Regions from separate parts of the Mus musculus genome. Here regions 1 and 3 are each linked to region 2. A link is a contact called in public ChIA-PET and HiChIP or PLAC-seq data. All regions are on one chromosome and are shown on one strand. The core of a region is the stretch at or near the end of the contact, and the rest is flanking DNA. Distances in the headings are between cores, read along the strand shown.

Region 1 (2,700 bases), core at 196-2,695, 530 kb after region 2:
TCCTTGTGACCTCATGTTAATGACTCTTCAATCAGACAGCAGACGCCTTAGGTAGGGTCTATCCACGGACACTCAGGGACAAGGGTACCTGCTACTGCTTTTGCCTCCTAGGCATCAGCTTCTTCACCTGTGAGACTGACTGGGGTCATCCTGGGCTAACTGCACATCCTGGGCTAACTGCACATCCTGGGCTAACTGCATAAAGCAATAGAACTGAAAGGGCTGCAGGTGCATTCACAGCTATCTGGCTGAAGAAGATGCTAGAAGCCACCCCTCTTCCTGTCCCTTTGTCCTCTGCTCATCTCTCAACACCCCCTGCCTGCACCGCCTCTTCCTGGGTGGCCACCCAGATGAGGAGCGCTCCTGAGGCTCGTGGCAGCTGTGGTGGCGACTGCTGGCCTTGTGGAAGAGATGTTTTGTTTTGATTATAAATTTGGGGTTGTTTTGTTTTGTTTTGTTTTGAGGCAAGTCTCACTCTGTATTTTAGACTCCTCTGAGACTCACTATGTAGCACAAGCTAGTCTCAAACTTGTAGCAATTCTCCTGCCTCAGCCTTCCAAGTGCTCTACTTACAGGCTTGAGCCTCCATGCCCAGCTCAGAAATTAAGATTGTCGTTCCTCATGTGTCCCTCCCTGCCCCCCCCCACTTCCCCACCCCTTTACAGCTGAAGGAAATGGGTCACAAGCAGGGGACTTTCCAGGAGTCACTTGGTTTGCAAGAACCTGATTCTCCAGGATGGTCTTAGTCTAAGACCCTGTCCCTGTCTCCAGACACAAGCAGGATGATTTCCTGTCCTTAGGACCCATCTAGGGCCAGTGTGAACCTTCTGGGTCCTGAGTGCACCTAAAATGCTAGGGTCATCCTGGGATATGATGAGTGTAGAGAGACGTGTCAAACCATGGCTAGCTTTTTCAGTTGCCAGGGGCCACCTGCAATGAGTGGGCAAGGCACTCAATGTCAGTCCCACTCAGGAGGAGGGGACACTCAGGCCTTCGAGGTGACACTCAGCAAGTCTGAGTGTAAACGTGGACACTCCCTCTAACCTCCTCCACTCTTGCAAACTTCCCTAAGATTCAGGTCAGGAAGGACGCTTGTCCTATCTCATTGGCTTCAGGGAGATCCAAAGATGACTGGCGAGTGTCAGGAGCCTGTAAACCTGTTCTCATTAGTCATTAATGCGCTCACTATTTGTTTGTGTTTCTAAGCAGCAGATCTGCTGATCAGGCCAAACCTCCTTTCTCTCCTCGATCCTAAACAGAACTTTTGATGTGGATCTTGTCTGTTCCCATACCTAGAAGTGAATCCAAGGCCAGATCGGAGAATCAACATCTTGTCTTGGTGAACAGAGTGCTGATGTCTACCTTTTGGGCAGGGTGTAGGCCCTGAGACCAGCCAAGCGAAGGGAAGCCAGCACGGCAGGCAGGTTTCCTGCTCCAGCTAGTAAATGAACAAACACACCAGATCAATGGCCACAGGATACGCTGTGTAGAGCATTCACCTTCCTGGCAAGGGCTGGCCCTCACAGTTACAGCTCTGACTCTAGACCTTTACAAAGAAGTCCTGCAACTGGTTCTCTCTCTCTCTCTCTCTCTCTCTCCCCTTCCCCCTCCCCCTCTTCCGCCCCCTCCCCCCTCTCCTCCTCTCCTCTCTCTCAACTCTCTTTCTCTCCCCTCTTCTCCCTCTCTTTCTTCCTTTCTTTCTCCACTCTCTCCTTCCCTCCTGTCTTCTTTTCTCTCCTTCCTTCTCTCTTCCTTCTCTCTTCTTCCCCTTCTCCATCCTTTCTTCCTTCCTCCACCTTCCTGCCATTTCCACCTTTGACCTCAAGGTAGAGGCAGGAGAGGGAAGATGTTGGCCTTTGGGTACCTGTCTCTGTTAAGCAGGAATGATCCCTGGGAGGTCAGGAGCAGGATCCAGCCATCCGAAAGGGACCAGGGACTGGGGAATGATGAGCAGAACAGCAAGGAGGACCATGTTGGACAACTGTAGAGATATTGGACTAAGAGAAGCCAGAGCCTGGTGATTTAGAGCACCAGTCCGAGTGGGGAAGCCCTCTGAAAAAGGAATATTTGGTAACATCCTACTAATGCTAACAACCCCAAGCCAAGATTGGGCACAAAGGCACACTGTCAGGGAAATGAGATTCTCCAATTCCCAAGGAAAACAGGGGACATCTGTGCCACCACAAACACAGCTATGGAAGGAGCCGGTGATGGAAGGGCCCGGAGCAACCCAGAGGAGAACTTGATGCCAGCAAACTTGGGTCCTGAACAGCAAGATACTCAAGTTCTGGTGAGGGGGGATTCCATGGAACCATGTCCATCCCAGGGAAGTGGAGGCAGGAGGATCAGGAGTTCAAAGTCATTCCCTCTCTCAAGGAAGAAAAAGTCTCTGGATGTCCCTTTCTTTAAGGGAGAGAAAGATCCCTTTCCTCCTGTCAATCAGAAGAAAAGGAACGCAGACTCTCTGTGAGAGTCTCACATGCCCTGAAGGATCACAAACTCCAAGATCCTTCCAGACCTCTTACATAGACAAAGGAATGGAGCCTTTATCTAGGATCCTGGGCAATTGTGGAAACTTTCATTTGTGCTCAGTGTGAATGCAACTGCTTTCTGGGGGCAGATGACAGGGTTGCCACTAAATGTACTAAGTGTATTTGCCTAGGGAGGTAGACACTGACTCCTAAGCCCATGTTTAATCGA
Region 2 (2,989 bases), core at 198-2,697:
CGTCCTGCTTCCCTATCCCCGGCTATGTCCAGTCCCCTGCCCTGCTCCCACCCCTCTGCTCTGGACTCCTCCAGAGCAAATGTCCATATATATCAGCACAAATGCAGCACAGTAGAGAACGGCATATTAACAGTGAGTCAAAGAATTGTCACCACTCAGTTTTAGGTGAGTGACCTGAAAGCAATGCCAAAAGATGTGAATCGGTGGATAACAGACACAAAATCAACCAAGCTATTGTTTAGTGATACTGTAAGACCCCTGAAGCTTGGCCTCCGCTCAAGTCCCAGGATAAGTTGGCCAGCACCCCAAAGACGGGAGAGAAAATCACACTGATGCAAACTGCAAGAGGTTTTATTATCAGCTAGCTGAGGACAAACTCCTTCCGCCATGCAGGTCAGGGGAGTTTGACCCGACCCCGATGACCCCAGTGACAGTAGGGGGCTTTTAATAGCTAGCTGAGGAGTTGGGAAGAGTTGGGCGGAGTGTCCTTGGTGAAATTTACAAGGCAGAAGGAGTGGGGAGTGAGTTCTTTCTGAATTTTTATCTTCCCCTAACCCTAACCCTGAGTCCTTGGCACAGGAAGCCAGGCAAGTGCTGGCTGGGTCTTTTACAATTATCGCATCTCTGGTTGTAAAGTATAGAAACAAAAAGGCTTTTTGCTGGCTATAGAGAACAAAGAGCTTCTTTCTAGCTGTATTTTTATAGGTCAGGGAAAACAAGCTTGGGGAAATGTTTTAGGGGCTTTACCTTTCAAGGAGAAACGCTTTAAGTCAGGGTCTCACAATACACGTGGCAAAACCACAAAGAAATACAAAGTTTGATAGAAAAGCCATCCACCTGATGAACCTAATTTTCATTGTTTTTCCCAACTATGTATCTCAGAGCCCAGGCCAGCATCCCGGCCTTTTCAGCATCTTGTCCGTTCTGTGATCTTGTCCCTTGTCCCAGCTCCTTACTAAGGTGATATAGGTCTCTAATTTTTACTCAGTTTTAAAGGACTGGACTGCAAGATAGTCTGTGAGTTGTGTAAAAGATGCAGCCTTTAAGGCAGCGTTTAAGGCTCGGACAGTGGAGTTCAAGTCGTTGCTCTTGGCTTCAGTTCCCGTCCCTGGCACAACCGTCCCCGAGTGTAGATTTTGCCTGTCTCTGCGCTGGGCACAGTGAATGTAGAAAGTCTGGGTTGGAACAGAAATGTCGGCCTGACACCTAGAGGTGTGGAGGCTGCTGCTCTGCCAGCCAGAAGGAGGTGAGGGGCATGCAATTCCCAGCAGTCACCATCATAGGCTCGCTTATCAAGAACTGTTTAGTCGCGGGCTCTCTAAATCCCCTCGCAAACGCCCTCTTTGATGACGTCACAACCCACCCTCACTTCTGATTGGAGGAGCGGCACTCGGCCGCTCTCGCGATATTTCCGTGCCAGCTTCCAGCCCTGCCTCCCTTCGCCGGGGACCGGTTTTTGGATCGCGCACCACGTTACAAGCCGCAGGGACGCGGTAGACTTGACGGGCTTCCGGGTCTCGTCCAGAGGTGGCGACGCTTTGCAGACGTCCTCGGGCACGAGGTTTGGCTCGCGGGCGCGCTGCCTGCCAGGCACGCGGGCGCGGGGGACCGACTTCGCCACAGCGCGGCCGGGGCAGCTTGCAGGCCACCCCGAGGGTGCCAGCCGTGGCTTCCGGGCGCTGAGGTCTCCATGGAGACAGACAGCCCTTGAACCACGTTTTCATCCGTCCTTCTGTCAGTCTTTGGACTCCACGTGGGAGGCGGTCGGGAAGGTGTAGATGTAGATGGGCGGGAAGCAGCAAGTGGCACCTATGGGCAGATGCCCATCAGGCTGAACCGGGATTTTCGGCTCTGGGCCGGCCCAGTTCACCCGGACACACGTTTACCCTTAGAACGCGCAGAATCACCGAGTCTATCTCTGTGTAGTCCCTAGGACTCCGGGATCAAATACTGCTGCAAACTTGCCATTTCAAATCACAAGTGTCCCCTCAGTTTCCTTCCTCAGTACTTTCTCAGTACTTTGCACGCTGGCTGCTCGTTTGGGAAATTATTTCCCTAAACTTAACCCAGAACTTCAAGGCCTTTCCTTGTTGTCTCTCTGTCTGGCTGTGTTCATTAACTTTTTTGCTTGACTGCTCATTTGCCGTTGCTGTAGTGACTTGCCGTCCAAATGGACTATAAATGCTTCAGTTTCTGGAGCGGTATGCCACTTAGCTGTAGCATGTCCTTTTAGGTACCAGGTAGCCCACCTTCCTTCTAAAAGTATATATGTCCCTCCTATAATATCTCTAGCAATTGTTAATTAAGAATTCCTTGATTTAGTTCATGAAATTTTAATAAAGCATTTACTACATGCATGAACGACTAAGGAGTTAAGAACGGGAACACTGAACACAACTATTCAGTTCATTGCAACCTTTATGGAGCTTAGTGCTAGGAAAAACAGGCAATAGACAGGTGTGCCAGTTAGTGTAATCTTAGGTAGTAATACATGCTGTGAAAGAAATCTGAAATGAATGGCAGAGGAAGCTGGGGCCAGATTGTTTTCAGGCCATACACCCAAATTTGGATGTAACTAATGCATTTTATTTAGTGCAAGGGAAAACCTTTGGGAAGTTTATAAGCAAGTGCATGGTTAGATTGCTTTGATTCTTCAGAGACAAGTAGGGACAACAAGGAAGCTATGTCAGGAGTTTAAGTGACGCATGCTGAGTCGTTTTCTGCCTGGGAGGGTCTGCAGGTAGACCATTCCTCAGTGGCCACGGAGGTCTGCCTTTGACTTAAGCTGGAATCTGTATCCTCAAAGCTTTCGTAGAATGTCTAATTATTAAATGGGACAAAAGAAATCTCTCCTTCAAAGCAGCACCTCATTTAAGGACAACATAATGAAACCCCCCATTTTCAAGGTAGTAAAAAAACCTTAAACAAAAAGCCCACAGATTTTGTTTGGCAAACCAGATCTCCTCAGCTCAGAAATTGTCACTCACTA
Region 3 (2,700 bases), core at 113-2,612, 550 kb after region 2:
CATATACATATATTTCTAAAGTGTGTATATACACATATATATGTGCACACATGCACATGCGTAGAGGACTGTTTTCAGGATCTGGTTCTCTCCTTCCACCATATGGGTCCTAGGGATTGAACCCGGGTCACCAGGCTCAGTGATATCTCCCTGAACTATGATATATTCTAAGAAACAAAAATCATGAACCAGACAGTAGAAAAAGATGTTCGGTTAGCCTCCAGGAACTCTATATTCACAGCTGTTATGGCCTGAACCCAGACCGTGCCAACTCCGCATGGTACCGTCTAGCAGACTGGAGTGAGGTCTAACCTCAACTTGCACCCAGGATGAATGAGAACAGTGGGAGGGGCATGGGGGTGAAGTTCCTGCCCTGGGTCTTCGGCTGCCTAAGGTCTTGTTTTGCTTCTTTGAGGAGACCTGCTCCTCCCTCCCTCAGCCTTAGTGTCTCTGTTCCAGGGCAGTACCAATTCTAAGACCTTGATTAATTCTTAAGGAATATTCCAAAACTATCATCTAAGAGTCAAGACCCTGGGTTCAAGATCTGGGATGACTGGAGTATCAAGTTAGGAAGACTGGCCAGAGCAGATCAGCTCCAGAATAATAGAGCTATGAGCCCCAGACCAGCCAAAGCTGACGGCACTGAGCAGGACTTCACTGGTCTTCCGCTCAGGAAAACCCCATTCTGCCCTTAGCCAGCAGGAGAAAGAAAACAGGAAACACATGTTCTTAAAGGGACGCTGTGCACCTAGACTCAAGATGCCCTCCAGGGAGTCTGTGCCCTACATGGGGGCTTCTTACCCAGCCTGGGGAACCTGCCCTGATCGGCCCTTGAAGAAGAGAAACATTTGTCAAACTTATACAAAAAACACCAAAACTGTAGGCAGGATATTTGTAGTCTTACTAATTCCTGTGCAACCTTGAGCAAGGGGGCTCAGCCTCTCTGGGCCTGTGTTCTCTCTCTCTCTCTCTCTCTCTCTCTCTCTCTCTCTCTTTTCTCTGCTTCACACACCTCACTGGCTTTGCAACTATAAAGTATCACACACATAAAAACAAGTAGGAATGCCAGCGAGTCTTCCCATGCTCCCCACCGCTCCCCGTGCTCCCCTCCATTCCCCGTGCTCCCCACCCCTTCCTGCAAGTTCTAAGTTCCAGGATGCCTCCTCCAATTGCCCCAGAGGAGTGACTCACCCATGATGGCCCCTCTGGCATTCATCCTTTGCTTCTTCTCCTGTCAGGAGCTTGGCATCCTTCTCATCAGGTGTCTGGTCATCCTGTCATAAACTCAGAAACACCTTGAGGTCTGGCAGCCTGGCTACTCTTCATGTCCCTCCTTTTGGCAGCAGGTGTGTAAGAAGCCCTGGCTAGAGGTACAAGGCCTGGGTGAGAGAAAGCACGTTGTGACGTGCCTGAGCTCCACCCACATCTCTTCCTTTGATCCAGTTCTGACTGATGGGGACTTTTGGACTTGACCATCACAGTTGCTGGGCCCAGGTCACCGAGCCCAGAGGAGAGCAACCTGAAGTGGACTCTAGGGTCTCTTAGAGGAGACTTGGGAGGCACTCAGAATGCCTGAAGTTTTAAGAGGATAATGTGTGTACCAGCTCGTTGAGGGTGTCCACCTGTGCCCTCCATTTCCCCTCAGGAACATCCATGGTTTTTCCTTTTAAAACCGGGCCTGGGACCAATAACCTACCAAGCATCTTAAAGAAGGGCTAAGAATGGCTGGGCAGTGGCGGTGCATGCCTTTAATGTCAGCACTCAGGCAGAGACAGGGGCAGGGGCAGGGGCAGGGACAGGGGCAGGGGCAGAGGCAGAGGCAGGTGGGTCTCTTTGAGTTTGAGAGCAGCCTCATCTATAGAACATGTTCCAGGAGAGCCAGGGCTACACAGAGAAACTCTGTCTCAAGCAAACAAACAAACACAAACGAGGAGAGCTAAAAGGCCTCCTGAGGAGGGAGCATCCTGGGCTATGGGCTCAGCTCTATGAGCAGAGCAGAGCAGCTAAAAGCATGGAGATGGGTGGGTGTGAGCCTGGTCCTCACCGTGAGAACAAAATCTAAGCGGTAGATGGTAGCACCCAGGCCGAGGAGACAAGATGAGCTTGCGCCTCCTGTCTCTCTCTCTCCTGTGTGCCTGCTGACTGCAGAGGACTCTGAGCCATCCCATAAGGAGAGCAGAGTCATTGAGAGTCTGGGCCCCTGAGGCAGCACACAGACAGCCTCCTCCCAGCCAGGAGCCCACCCCAGGCGGTTCAGTCAGGGAAATGTGAGGATCTGTTTGTTTTACCAGCAAACATTACAGTGAGGCGAGTACTTAATGGGGGCAAGACTGCAGGAAAAACGGCCCGACGCTTCTAGTATCTTCTGGCCCACCTCCAACGTGGGCTTTGGAGTGTGGTCAGGTTCCCTCACTCAACCCTGATGTCATAAGTGTGCTATGTCAGAAACACAGATGAATGCGTTGGAGTCCTTTCACGATGTCAGCATGTGTTGAGTAACAAGAAATCTACAAGGTACAGCTGCTCCACTGGCAGAATGTCAGCAAGTAGCCTCGCTTGCCTTGATAGCTCTGGCCAAGGCAAACACCGTTTCTTTTTATTATAATCTTAACTGCTAATATTAACTCTCAGATCATACATCATGCAAACACATGGACACACAGAGAGAGAGAGCTTTAAAAAAGCAAAACAAAAAAGTCC

Evidence for each region. ChIA-PET counts read pairs in DNA pulled down with a chosen protein or histone mark. HiChIP or PLAC-seq counts read pairs in DNA pulled down with a chosen protein or histone mark.
Region 1: an RNA polymerase II ChIA-PET map of memory CD8 T cells shows a contact between it and region 2, with 5 read pairs. The contact joins the enhancer-like site here to the promoter of Thada in region 2. A contact is called at or near these places in 2 of 39 promoter capture datasets (embryonic stem cells and pre-B cells), 2 of 484 Hi-C or Micro-C datasets (bone marrow-derived macrophages and nephron progenitors), 9 of 115 datasets of contacts at active chromatin or transcription factors (astrocytes, bone marrow-derived macrophages, embryonic forebrain and 4 more) and 1 of 9 other capture datasets (liver).
Region 3: an H3K4me3 HiChIP or PLAC-seq map of pro-B cells shows a contact between it and region 2, with 8 times the contacts expected there. The contact joins the promoter of 1810073O08Rik here to the promoter of Thada in region 2. A contact is called at or near these places in 16 of 39 promoter capture datasets (the 3T3-L1 cell line, the C10 cell line, the SN4741 cell line and 10 more), 1 of 15 datasets of contacts at CTCF or cohesin (the NIH/3T3 cell line), 6 of 484 Hi-C or Micro-C datasets (B cells, the G1E-ER4 cell line, bone marrow-derived macrophages and 3 more), 17 of 115 datasets of contacts at active chromatin or transcription factors (acute myeloid leukemia, bone marrow-derived macrophages, cardiomyocytes and 10 more) and 3 of 9 other capture datasets (adipose tissue, embryonic stem cells and liver).

Annotation. Positions count from the first base shown.
Region 1 is chr17:83,934,151-83,936,850 of GRCm38.p6, reverse strand. No RefSeq gene overlaps it. Among named protein-coding and RNA genes, the nearest start is that of 1810073O08Rik, 18 kb to the right of the region's middle. Within about 2 kb of position 1,445, at least 52 of the 459 cell types and tissues checked have an H3K27ac peak or open chromatin away from gene starts, as enhancers often do. A contact at or near this core is called in memory CD8 T cells, where this site is marked.
Region 2 is chr17:84,464,666-84,467,654 of GRCm38.p6, reverse strand. Thada (thyroid adenoma associated) reads left to right here and starts at 1,447. Exons shown (of 38, transcript NM_183021.3): 1 at 1,447-1,561.
Region 3 is chr17:83,916,596-83,919,295 of GRCm38.p6, reverse strand. 1810073O08Rik (RIKEN cDNA 1810073O08 gene) reads right to left here and starts at 1,362. Exons shown (of 2, transcript NR_166916.2): 1 at 1,192-1,362.